Regions from separate parts of the Zea mays genome. Here region 1 is linked to region 2. A link is a contact called in public Hi-C data. All regions are on one chromosome and are shown on one strand. Each heading gives the region's core, a stretch centred on a gene start, on an enhancer-like site or on the middle of the called end of the contact. The rest is flanking DNA. Distances are from core to core; before and after follow the strand shown.

Region 1 (6,182 bases), core at 103-2,602, 380 kb after region 2:
CTTTGCCTCTCTGGCACATGTAGGACACACATGTCAGGCTTTTACGGTAAATAGTGTTCGTGAAAGGTTAAAACTACAGGGTTAAATCTGTAAATTACCAGGCTTGGGCTGGATTGAGATCATCTAAGAGTTTTAGGAGGTTATTCGTAAAAACACCAAGACACATGAAACCACTAGTTAATTACACTGTTCCAAGGGTTATATGTGTAAACTGGTCAAGACAATAATGTAGCATGACCGACGCCTAATGATCAGAGGCACTTCCTCAGAATACCTAGTTTTATAGTTTTTAGGGGATAGAGTAGATTAATGTAAATAGTTCCGGGTACTTTTTCCTCTCCTAGCCTAGGTGTTCGAGAGAGAAAAAACATCTTGCATATGGTAGTACTCCACAAAATGGAGCATATGAACTGATCATGTGCAAACCTGCCAAATGTATGGGTTTTCGCCTTGCGTTGCTTGGCACCCCCTTTCGTACACCGCTCTAGCTTTGTCATACCTTGACTGCTTGCTATACAGCTTCCCCAGCGCCACATAAGGACGTCCGTCTTCAGGCCAGAATGAGATACACTAGTTCAGATTTAAGAATTGAAACAGAGCATCAGATCCATCAGCTCGGAACCCAAAAGTACTCGGTTCGAGCACACGACACACATTTAATAGTTTCATTCATGTCGCCTTGATGCGCTAGGTAGAGAAACCTTCTCCACGTGTATGGACTCCTAAAGCGTAAATGCGTAATGGTATAGCCTTGTCTCTCTCTCTCTACGTGCTCACCTTGTCCAGAAGTTTTTCTGCTTCAGGGAACTCGAACTTTCTGGTGTGCACTTTGACGCGGTAGAGCCAGAGCTCGAGATTGATAGGCAACGGCCGCTCGCCAGCCGCAGCGGCGAGCTCCCCGTCCGCTGTGGGCTCAAAGAGCGGCACCTTCCTCGCGATCTCCGCGAGGCCCCTGTCGAATGCCCCGCTCATCGCCTCCCCCTCGAAGCGTCCGCTGCGCCGGTCGGACCCGCCCGCCGCGGCCGCGCCTGCAGCCGCTGCAGCCGCCGCGCGCGCGCGGCGCAAGCGGACAGAGAAGTACGAGGAAGACGATGCGGAGATGGAGGCGGGTGCCTTCTGGCCGGGGCTCGGGAAGCGTGGGGGCGGCGTGGACGGGGACAGGAGCCGCATCGCCATGGATGCCGGCCGAGCTCTAGTGGAGCTTGTCTGTTGCAAATCGCCAGTGGGAATGGTGGAGCGAGGCGCGCCTTTGAGAGGCGAAGGAGGAGTGAAGGACGAGGGGCCTGGACTGACGGGTCTGCCCTCTCGGATGCGGTGCCGTACCGGGCTTGGACCTTGCAGGGACGGAAGCGGGAGGCTGGGATGAGGGCACGGTTGGAGGTCGTCAGCGCGCCACGTCGGTTCGGCGTTCGAACCACCGCCGAGTGCACTGTCAGTTGACGACTTGACGGATGACGGTGTCGGAGCTGGAGTGTGTACGTCGTTCGATATTTCTGTTATTCTGTCTGCAGGAGTTGAAGGCGGCTTCCCATCTTCCCCACAAGTCCCCGCTTCCAGCCTTTGACAGGCGGCAACTCCTCTCGTGGGCAGTGGGCACGATCGTGTCGTCTCAGCGTTCTCCAAATTCTCTTGGCAATGGAGCTGCTCGCGTGTTCGCCTTCTGACGAGAGGGCAAATGTCCGTTCTTCTCTCTGACTCAGACAGATATATTAGCCTGACAGAGTGGGTAAGGCAACAACTAACTGCAGACTGCAACTTGTATGTGACTGGCTGAAGATATCGGTAGGGTAGCAATAAAACCATACTGCAAACACGCAACTAAAAAAAACGAGCGGATAATCACGAGTCTTTCCGTTGACAAAAAAAAGCAACAGCGTAGATTAGATATAGGCCCTGTTTGGCACAACTTATTTTCAGCTTCTTCATAAATTTAAGCAGAAGTTCTACCAAACAGGTAGCTTCTGCAGCAGCTTATCAGTTCAGCTGCTTCTCAGAATACACTAAAAGCAGCCAACAAGCAGAATCAGATAAGCTGTTTTTTCAACAAGCAGCAGTTGTGCCAAAGAGGGCCATAGAATACTCTATTCGTCCAGAATAAAATAATGCAATTCTACTTTTGTTCATAAAAAAGAGTATAAATATTTACAACTGGTATATTGTGAAAAAATATATTTAACGCTGAATCTAAATATACTTATCTAGTGTCACATAATATCTACAGTTCTTTGCGTAAATTTGGTCAAGGCCATATTACAAAGCATAATTCTCAAGACATAAGGATAAGAAAACATTGAATTAAACTGCCCTTAATTGAAATCCCATATGAATCAAGAACATGGGAAAGTTACGAATGAAGCCTTTCTACATAGGAAGACAACAAATCATCTAGTTAAAGGGAGCCTATCTAGCCAACAGTCTTCAAATCAACAAACACGGAACTATGGAAGCAGTGTAGAGGCAGAAGCATATAAACACAATCAGACAAACAAAAATGCAAAAGGCAGCCCCAGAGCATACGATCTGCATTTTACAATGAACTCACCTTAATCGGGGAAAAACACAATTGCTGCATAATAATAAAAAGAACTCTGGAGATGATGGCATTCAGAGTATGAAGAGATAAACTTGAATACATAAACACAGAGAAACATTTAGCAGCCTGCAGAAAGGAAACCATTTAAATCTCATCTTAGGGGATAGTAAATCATCTCCAGTGGTTTGAAAGAACCCCACAAACACGTTACATTTGAAGTCGAACCTTTTTACTCTTAAACTATGCAAGATACTATATCTATAAAAGTGCCTGAAGAATATGCTTTCTATATTTTGTTTCCCCAACCCAGCCATCAGAATAAGTAAACATAACAGTAAAATGTTTTGAGCAACATAAGCAGAACACCTTGTTGAAGAAACCATCACGGACAAACTCTCAAGGCATTTCCAGCATCCAACAATTACCACCCCACCGCCGTTTCCTAGCAGGCCGTTGATTCTGGATGAAATCTGTACTGCATGCTAAAGCCGATAGGTCTTTCTTGTCACCGACTTCTTTTTTTGGTGCAATAGCCTCTTTGAACCTTTCCCTCCTTTTTTGCATCTTTTCCATTACCTCAAGAATGTGTTTCTCATCAGATTCTCTTGTAGCTCTGTTGTTGCAGGTAGCATCCTTCGACGTTGCATTATTCACCTGTAACTGCTCTGCTGAACTTGTTTCAATAACTGATTTCAGTACAACATTTTCCTGCTTAAGCTTGCTTTTATAAATGATATTATTATGGTCCTCTTCAATCAATTCTCCTTCCTCGATCTCCACATCTTTATTTAGACAATTCTGGTCTGCTGATTTCTCCAAATCCTGATTGCCTGAGTGACGGTGACTCAGATTCTGTTTCCACAGCTTCTGATGTACATGCTTATGTCTAGAAGTGTGCAAATCCTTATCCACAGGATGGCTTCCCTTTTGGTTATCTTCAATTACACGTCTTAACTCATTACCTTCCCTCTCAAACTGCAAAAAGATAACAATATAACATTGAAAAATTTAAACCCAGTTGATGGTGATAGCATGTGCAAGGGTATGGTATAAACTACCATTTTGCACCTAACAGAAAATACAAACAAAAACAATGCAGCAAATACAGACATTTTTGTTCCACCATAGAATAAGCAATTGTGCTATGAACTTCTAAAAACGAAAAGAACAGAAACACAAGTTCAATATGCAAAGCAATCCAGTACTCGAATTCTCCAACCATTAAAAAGAATCCAGTACTGCCTTGCTCTATGTGGGAATCCTCCAGTACTCGAATTTGGCTGGTTATTTCACCTTCTTAATAAACGGCATAGTTCCTCCTATAGGTTGGATCTCGATGTGAAGATATATTAAAAAGCAAGTATGAGTAATGTCAGGGTTGGATGACATGAGTATAACAAAGACAGGTTAATAGAAGATGTCGAGTTAAAACCTGACCCATTATATCCGACCTTTGATCCCCGCGAACGAATCAAAACCAACGCCCGACCCCCGACCCGTGGAGGGTCAGAGAAAGGGTGGGCTACCCTAAAAGTCCGCAAATCTCCCGACCCCCGAGGGTCGGGAACAGGACCAGGTCGGGGGCTGAATCCGACCTCACAGGGTTGGGTACAAATGGGACAGTACCAACAACCAATCCAGATAAGGATACAAACCGGTCTGACTTGTCACAGGCATGCGGATCGAATGACAACACAGGGTTCAGTGTGTTAAAATGCAGATTTCTCTCTGCCACGGGACAACTCTGCACTCCTCAGTACCAACCCAACCATTCCGCCACAGAAGAGTCAACTAAGGACGAAGGAACAGCTGCTGCAGCGACGGGACGGCACATGACGAATCGTGATGCTGCAACAGTTTCATGACAGGAGAAGGAGAAGACATCCGCGGGTGTCTTTGGGTCGGTCAGAATCGCGGAGGACAAGGAACTACATGACAAAACCCGACTCCGGCTCATCTCGCCTGACCTCTCTCAATAATGTAATGAAACTTTTCCTCATCTTGACCTATAAAAGAGAGGAGAGGAGCACGACCACGGCTGCGAGCTCAGGTTACCGCCACACTTGTAACACAGAGCACGACACTCCTCCCACGATTCATCAGAGACTTGGGGATTCGCCCCTCTCTCGCCTCAGTTTGTAATCCCCTACTACAGACTAAGTGCAGGGTAACACAAGTCACCCAACTGGACATAGGGACATTCAGCCCGAACCAATATAAAAACCTTGTGTATTCCTTGCACACCATCCGCACCATACGCGCAAAAGCACGTAGATTACTGGCCGGTAGTTTTAGAACACCGACAAATAACAATTTGTCAAATTTCCAGTCCTAAAACTTGACAAGGTTGAAACCTAAAGTAATTGAGCTACAGATAAAAAAAACTTGGCACTCATAAAGGCACGTTTAATAACGGTTAACCATATTGGTAATTGAATATGATTAACCAAGGATATTGGAATTGATCAGCTTCAGATATTAATAACATGTGCTGAGGTCCTAAGCCTAGCTCCATATGACATTTAGCTAACGAATCCTTTTGTTTATTGGAGTGGAATAAGTTAGTTTGTGCTAATGCTAACTATGAATAACTATAGACTTAAAACTACTTTTTGTGTAGGTGGAGAGGAGAGTGTATGGCATCTCTCATCGCTTTTCCAAACCCAAGAAGCCACAACGTTCCTCGCTATTGGGAATAAAAAAAATGATATCCAAGTTGCACAAGATCATCTGCAGTTGGAACTCACATAGTAATAAACTAATAATCATATCTGCTTTTGGAACTTGATACAGCAAAAATGATATCTGCTTTTCAAACTTGGAGCGGCTTTTGAAATATGCACCCCATTAGGAGAACACTTAATGGCATAAATACAAGTGAACAAAATACATTCTAGCAAAACCATTATAATATAAAAAGTGTGTTATAGAATATTCTTAGCTTTAAAATTGGACCCACTTGGCTGCAGTTCTTTACAGCTGCAGCTGCAGGAAATGTAAGCTGCTGGTACAGTGATTCAGTCTCAGCAGCAGCAGCCATGAAAAAGTGCAGCTGAGCACTCCCATTAAATCAAAAGAAAATGCAGCATAGATTGAACTTAGGGCCTGTTTGGAGTCTGACCTCCAACGCCACATCTCGCCTAAGGTGCGGCGGCCGATTCGGCTGCCACAACTGCGGCGCGGCAAGTGTGGCGCGGCGTGGGAACCGGAGCGGTGATCCAAACAGGCCTGAAATGTGGTATCCAAAATCTGAAGTATGCAGAAAACAGAGAGCAGATAATACTTTAGCCCATTCCATCAACTATTTGATTTGACCTAGATAACTTTTATAGGAACACACTAGGAACCTAAGTGGCATAAGAGGGCCAGTAGAAACACATTTTTTCCAATGAGTATTCAGCTGTTAACAGCTCAATCAGGCTACACATTTTAATGTTCATCAGAGACTTCTGCTGAGACATTCCTAGAGTAACATACATGATTAGTTTGGCTGAAGTCTTGATATGGTTTGCCTAAGCTTGAATAAATTGCTGGTAAGTAAATAAAAGCTACAAGTACGAAATTAATGAAACAAAAAACAGTATACACTGAATATAATAGCATAATGGGTTACAACAGATTATAGATGTTTTACAGCGAAAGGTAAAGT
Region 2 (6,114 bases), core at 3,538-6,037:
TACATGTAGTTGGCCACTTCCATGCAGGTCTTCATACCAGATAGTAAGTTTCTGGCAATGAGACAGCTGTGACCGATGCACACAAAGGATCAAATCATCAAATTAAACTAATGATGGAACTCCTTTTTTCAACAAGCCTAGGGAAACTAAAAATATAATAAAATGAAGTGTTTAGTTACATATAACATATAATTACCTGTTCTTTCCAAATATCTCTATGCCCTTCAAGTATAGATCTCGCTCTAAGGCACTCCAACATGAAAGAGTGTGCTCCAAGAAATTCTTTGTTGAAGATACTTTTTTACTCTCTCTTCCCACATTTTCAGTAGTAGTAATTGGGCTTTCTCCACAGATATCTTTGCTTGAAGTTTTCTTAGTGGACTCGTCAAGAATTTGTAGTTTATCACCTCCAGGTTCTCTAGACTCTAGTCTTGTGTCGCGAATCTCCGGAATCGAAAGTTTATTCAGTATATTGCTTGCAAAAGAAATGTCATAAGTAAAAACCTTCTGCCTTTTGCCAGGAGAACGCTCCCTGTACCTAGGTCCACGTTTTGAAATCTTGTATTTCCTTAAACTACTGGGAGGCATATCAGAGGATGCATTCTCTGTTTCAGAGGTATCTGCTGAAGGCGGAGTAGTGCTTTCTTCAGCACTAACAGAAGAAATTATTTTTGATCCACTGGTTCCAACTAGTGTCATGGACCTAATGTTGCCTTTCTCACGGTTTGAATCTTCTGATTCAGACATAATACTAACATCAACTTTGTGTGAGACAGTTCCTGATTCCATATTATATGTTGCACAGCCACTAAGACCAACATCATGAATCTCTTGAAATCCTTCTCTCCACTGTGGAAACTAAAATTTAAGTTAGCCCTGGCACACAATCAGGTAATTGCCAAGAATCTTTATAGAAATATACAAACTCAATGGGATAAATGCACTAAATAGTTGAAAAGGTATTAGGCACTTCAGTCAATTTAAAGCATTTCTATTCCTTAGAAAAAAAAATAGGTGGAGATGTGTGCCTGCTTTCTGGCTAACATCAACCATGGGTTCTGGGTCCAATTGTCCTGGTAAACCATGTGCCATGAGCGTAGCATTATGCCATAATAAGTTTTAGTTATATACTTGCAATACCACTAACGGATACCACACCCCGTTCACTCGCTCCCCAACTTGCGTCGGTTCACCTTGCTCTGCTTGCCTCTGTGAAACCCTAGGTGGCCACTGCACCTGCCCCCTCACCACCACCACATCTTGACACGTAGTGGCCATCTATGCTGCATTCAACAGCATAGCTGCTCCATCCAATATGCCACCCCTCCATTCCAATGGCCCTCCATTTCACATGTACTGTTGCTCGTTGTCATCGTCATCCGCTCCATAAAGTAGGATAGTAGAGCAGTGCTCATCACTTGCAGTAATGAAATTCTAGATCACTAATCTCATTTCCGGCCACGGCTTTTTTTCCTGGGCGCATGGGTGGCGCTCTAGTGTTCGGATTGCCGCTAGCTTTGGGACGGTGCTGTGTTTCTTTTTTAGTCCTTTAGGTTGGCTATGTGCATTAGGCAGAGGCCAGAAGTTTGTACCAAAACTTTGTATCATCTTGATGTAACACTCTTGGTAACCTTTTATAAAGCTTATGCGTATATAAGCATGTATATATTTCTTAGCAATTTGCTGCTATTAGTGGTTTTATCATGCTTTCTTTGCTGGTGTCCCCAGCAAGTTTCAGACATTGTAAACATATTTTCTTTCTTATAAGCATGGTTAAACTTGGTCAAAAATAATAAGGGTGCCACTGAAAAAATAGGTCAAAATAATGTAGAAGTTGTAGGAAAAAGGTTTCTTATGGATTGTGAAATAGGCTACCGGTGCATAGAGACATCATAAGATGGGACAATAATGTGAAGAGAGATGGAGGTCGACCAAATTTGACATGGGGGAGGCAATTAAAAGGAACTTAAAGGAATGGAATATCACAATGGAGTTGTGTTTGGATAGAAGTGCTTGGAAAGAAGCTATCCACGTGTCCCAATCGTGATTAGGCCTTTTTTCCTTTTAGTGCTCTGTGCTCTCAAAAGCTTTTCCCTCCCCTTTCTCTTTCTTTCCCCTTTTGGTGACATCTTGTTGGGTTTCAACTCTAACCTACCCCAACTTGCTTGGGACTAAAAGGCTATGTTGATGATGAAGGATAGTGAAATAGGCTAAAACAACAAGTATTTAGAAGTGGAGTAGCCAATATGGTAGTAAATTTCATTCATGAGGAGACATACTCGAAGGTAGCACTGACGACCACATGGCTTCTTGTTTTCATCAGGCTCAAAGCTGTAGGGTTGCTTCTCACTCTGCCAAACAAAATATTTTCATTTACTTAGCAGGGAAAGAATAGAAATTTCAAATGCAAGTGAACTGTTACTTACTGGGAATACCAAATTCTGTGAGCAACCATGGAGGCGACAATCAAAAACCTGAGTGAACAAATGTCCCAGGTAAATCTCAACCTTGAAAGTTTAGTTGAACCAATCGGCAAAACACAGCCTTGAAAACAGGAAATAAAAGCAACAGAATGGCAGAAGTGGAACTATACCAAGCATCTGCGGCAGAAGAGATTATCAAAAGAATCCAGAACGGCATCCATAGTTTTGTCAAGAGAAAGTTGCCTCTCTATCTTATCTGAAGATCCAGAGTTTTTCTCATTTTTCTCAAATAGGACTTCAGATCTTTCCTGTCATTTTAAGGAAAAAGCAGAGTCACTATCAAATTTTGGGAATCTTATAGGGACAGTTAACATTTATGGTATACAAGTCACTTCACTAACTTAAAATCTTATTAAAAAGGTAAACAACCTCAATTTCTGATGGAGTTGAATCAATAAACTGGCAGAGGACATTAACAACCTCTCGGTTTAACCCATGCTCTTGAGTAGCTCTCCTGTAGAAGTTACATAAAAATCAAATAAACATGAATTCATATAGAAAAATAAAGGTCAATTTCTTATTCCAGTGTGCAAATTAGCTAAATTCCATGTTTAGACAACATGGGAACTGTACAGTAAAGCTTGTCTTGAACCACTTTCAGTAGACTATACTGCATAGTGCATAGCCCTACAGGGAATGTATAATGCTCAAGGCAACAAACAGGTGGAATTTGGCATATCAAGCAGGCCATGCAACCAATTTCCTCAGCACCACATATCTGGTTTCTTTCAGCGAATGTAGCGGCCTGGTTCTGATACATGGATTTTGCCTTGATATTACATTTGGGGGGGGGGGGGGGGGGGGGGGAGCTTAGAACCTGTTTGAATATTGAAATATTTTTTCTAATTTCATTTACCATGCCATTTTTAATGAGGATCTTACCATATCAATTGATCTTCTCCCTCTGTGAAAAAGTGTTTCTCTTCCTCTGGTTCTGGAATTTCTTCATCGCTGTCACTGCAGATCAGAGCCTCGTTTCCGATTGGATCATAGTAAATTCTTCTCCTACCAACAACTGACTGATCATCAGCCATTCTTTGATTTCTGCGCTGTGTTATTTAAAAGATAGTAAAATATCAAAAAGAAAAAGGATGCGATAGTTATTCTAAGATTTTATATCAACAATGTTGCATGCACACAACTACAATCCAATCTCCCTTAAGAGTGACCATGAATATCACAAAATAGTGTCCTTGGTCATCCCATTTGGAAAACATATGAATAGAAGAATACAAATATCTAAAGTGTCAGATGTGTGATGGTAATGAAGATATAAAATGAATATCAAAGATGCTGATAGAGTTCCCACAGTAAAGGGTATGGAAATTTGCTGTTTTCCCCCAAAAGTTTTATATTTTATCATATGACTAAAGTACTCCTGCATTGGTTTGGGAGCATATCATATAAGCACATGCATTGTCGATTATACAGCCCATAACCTCACGCTAAGATTAATTTGGCACATGAGGTCATGAACTCCAACAAAAAATGTGACGCGTCATAATAAGACGTAATCAGAAGGAGGAGGGATGTAGGCAACAAAACCATACTTGTCCAGGAAGATCCAAGTGGTGTACGGAGGGATCCTCTCAACCAACGGCAGCTTCACGAACCGCACGACTGTCCGCTGCGCGGCAGCGCCCGAGCTGGAGAGCACGAGCGTCCCGGACGCCAGGTTCTCCTCCTGCATGTACACCACGTCCCTCTCCCCTATCCCGTGTGCCAGGTCTGACCCAGCGAGCCTGAACTGTCCCTCCGCCGCTCGCTGCGACAAAGCGTTGCCGCCATCGCTGCCCCTCGACGCCACCTCCGCCGCCGCTGCCACGTCGAACAGCGCGCAGGAGTGCCTCTGCAGCGTCTTCCTGTTCGCCTCCAATTTCTCCTGCAAAGAGAGCCAAATACCCAACCCACCGTCACATCCGATTGAGGAAACTAAACCCGACGCTCTACTCCCCCGGAATTTCAGTGACATGATCGGGCCGGGCGCGGTCGCTCACCTTGATGTACAAGAGGCGCCTCGATTTGATTTGGCGTATCAACTGCGTCAGGTTCCCGTGGATCGGGACAACAGAGGCGGGAGCGGCTTCCCTGCCCGTCCCTTGATCCGACCGCTGCAGGGCACAGAAGACAGGGAAACATGAAGCGGAAGAGAATCGAAACCAATCAGGTTGGGGAGATCGGCCGGTGAACCTGGGTTGCACCTTGGATCGTTGGGAGGAGGAGTCGGAGGCCTTAGATGACGAAGCCATGGCGGGCGGTGGCGCGAGTTCTGCGACGGCCCCCTTGGAGGCTTGGCTTCCGTCTCCACTCTCCAGTCTCCACACTCCGCTACGAAAGACTCCTCTCTGTTCTGTCCAGCTCTGTGTCGCAGTAAAAGTGGGGGCGACGCTGGCTCTGTGTACGTGTCGGTGACAAGTAGGGAGGATCAAAAGGACGGGCCTAGCTGGCCGTTTCCCGATTTTTTTGTTTTTGAGTCCTTTTTTGTCAAAATTTTCCAATTAGACCCCACAAAACTTAAATGCAATTTTGGACCCATTTCTCGGCGCCATGAGCTATGGCGCCGAGTTTACACATCTCGGCGCCATAGATCTTGACGTCGAGCTACCCGTCGCGCTGTCGTCCACCAGCTGACGCGACGCCGACGTGGCACCGAGCTCGGCGCCAAGATCTATGACGCTGAGCTTGAATGTGTAACCACAAAGCTTGTCTAGCTCAGTTGGTAGAGCGTAAGGTTTTTAACCTTAAGGTTGTGGGTTCGAGCCCTACTGTGAGTGTTCAATATTTTTTGTCTTTGTCACTGATTTGTTTTTTTATTGTCCAGATTTTTTTCGTTGTTGCCGCTGATTTGTCTGTCCAGATTTATTTCTCATCTAGATTTTCTTTTTGCTTTTGAAATCGTCATTATACAAATCTTGGCCCATGCAGCTTGCGAACCAATATATGGTCACATCGCTCTACCTGCAGGCTGTAGACTTGTAGTAAGCGCAGACGCACAGCTATGAGTAAAACTAGAGTTTAGTGAGATCAAACGAATTTAAAATATATAAACTAATTATAGAATGATAAAAGTAATATACACTAACCACAAGCAAAAGATTTTTTTAAAAAAAGAAGCGTGTTTCGAGAACTGAGATGACATTTTCAAGAATACGGACTATGTCGGTGTTTTGGGTCCGACCGCACACCCGGGGGTTGCCCCTCAAGGTGTTTTAGGAGTAGGACGGTGTCGCCGACTGTAGCTAAATGGTTCGTGCCTGATGCACGAGGAACAATGGACAATGTTTACAGGTTCGGGTCGCTTGGAGATGCGTAATACCCTACGTCCTGGTGAGTATGCTTTGCGTATGGGTTACAAGATTGCTCTCTAAAGCGTAGAGAGTTGAAGTGGATGGTTGAATAGTAATGGGGGTTCATCGTTCTGAAGGGGTGCCCCCTAGGCCTTATATATTCGACCGTGAGGCAATACATGTGGATATGCACCTAAAAGATAGTGAACCGTTTTTGTCTATCTTCCTATGATTCTGCCGACTTATCCTCGCCTGGTTACGTCGTACGGGGCTCTAGCGCGGGAAAGTCGGATCTTCTGTTGCGGTCGTTTGCTCAGCGTTGTGGGGCCATCCGGGCTTGCACT

Evidence for each region. A called contact is a pair of places that touch in the nucleus more often than the background predicts.
Region 1: a Hi-C map of ear shows a contact between it and region 2, with 2.0 times the contacts expected there. The contact joins the enhancer-like site here to the promoter of LOC541955 in region 2. A contact is called at or near these places in 2 of 25 Hi-C or Micro-C datasets (ear and endosperm).

What each region holds. Positions count from the first base shown.
Region 1 is chr1:49,635,554-49,641,735 of Zm-B73-REFERENCE-NAM-5.0, forward strand. It overlaps LOC111828497, which reads right to left. Exons shown (of 9, transcript NM_001360189.1): 9 at 2,657-3,508. The coding sequence ends at 2,930. Among protein-coding and RNA genes, the nearest start is that of LOC111828497, 28 kb to the right of the region's middle. Within about 2 kb of position 1,353, at least 18 of the 20 cell types and tissues checked have an H3K27ac peak or open chromatin away from gene starts, as enhancers often do. A contact at or near this core is called in ear and endosperm, where this site is marked.
Region 2 is chr1:49,255,102-49,261,215 of Zm-B73-REFERENCE-NAM-5.0, forward strand. LOC541955 (enhancer of zeste 3) reads right to left here and starts at 4,788. Exons shown (of 17, transcript NM_001111609.1): 1 at 4,685-4,788; 2 at 4,481-4,594; 3 at 4,034-4,365; 4 at 3,366-3,527; 5 at 2,853-2,937; 6 at 2,594-2,731; 7 at 2,427-2,474; 8 at 2,280-2,351; 9 at 197-849; 10 at 1-66. The coding sequence starts at 4,732. TRNAK-UUU (transfer RNA lysine (anticodon UUU)) reads left to right here and starts at 5,185; the gene lies at 5,185-5,257.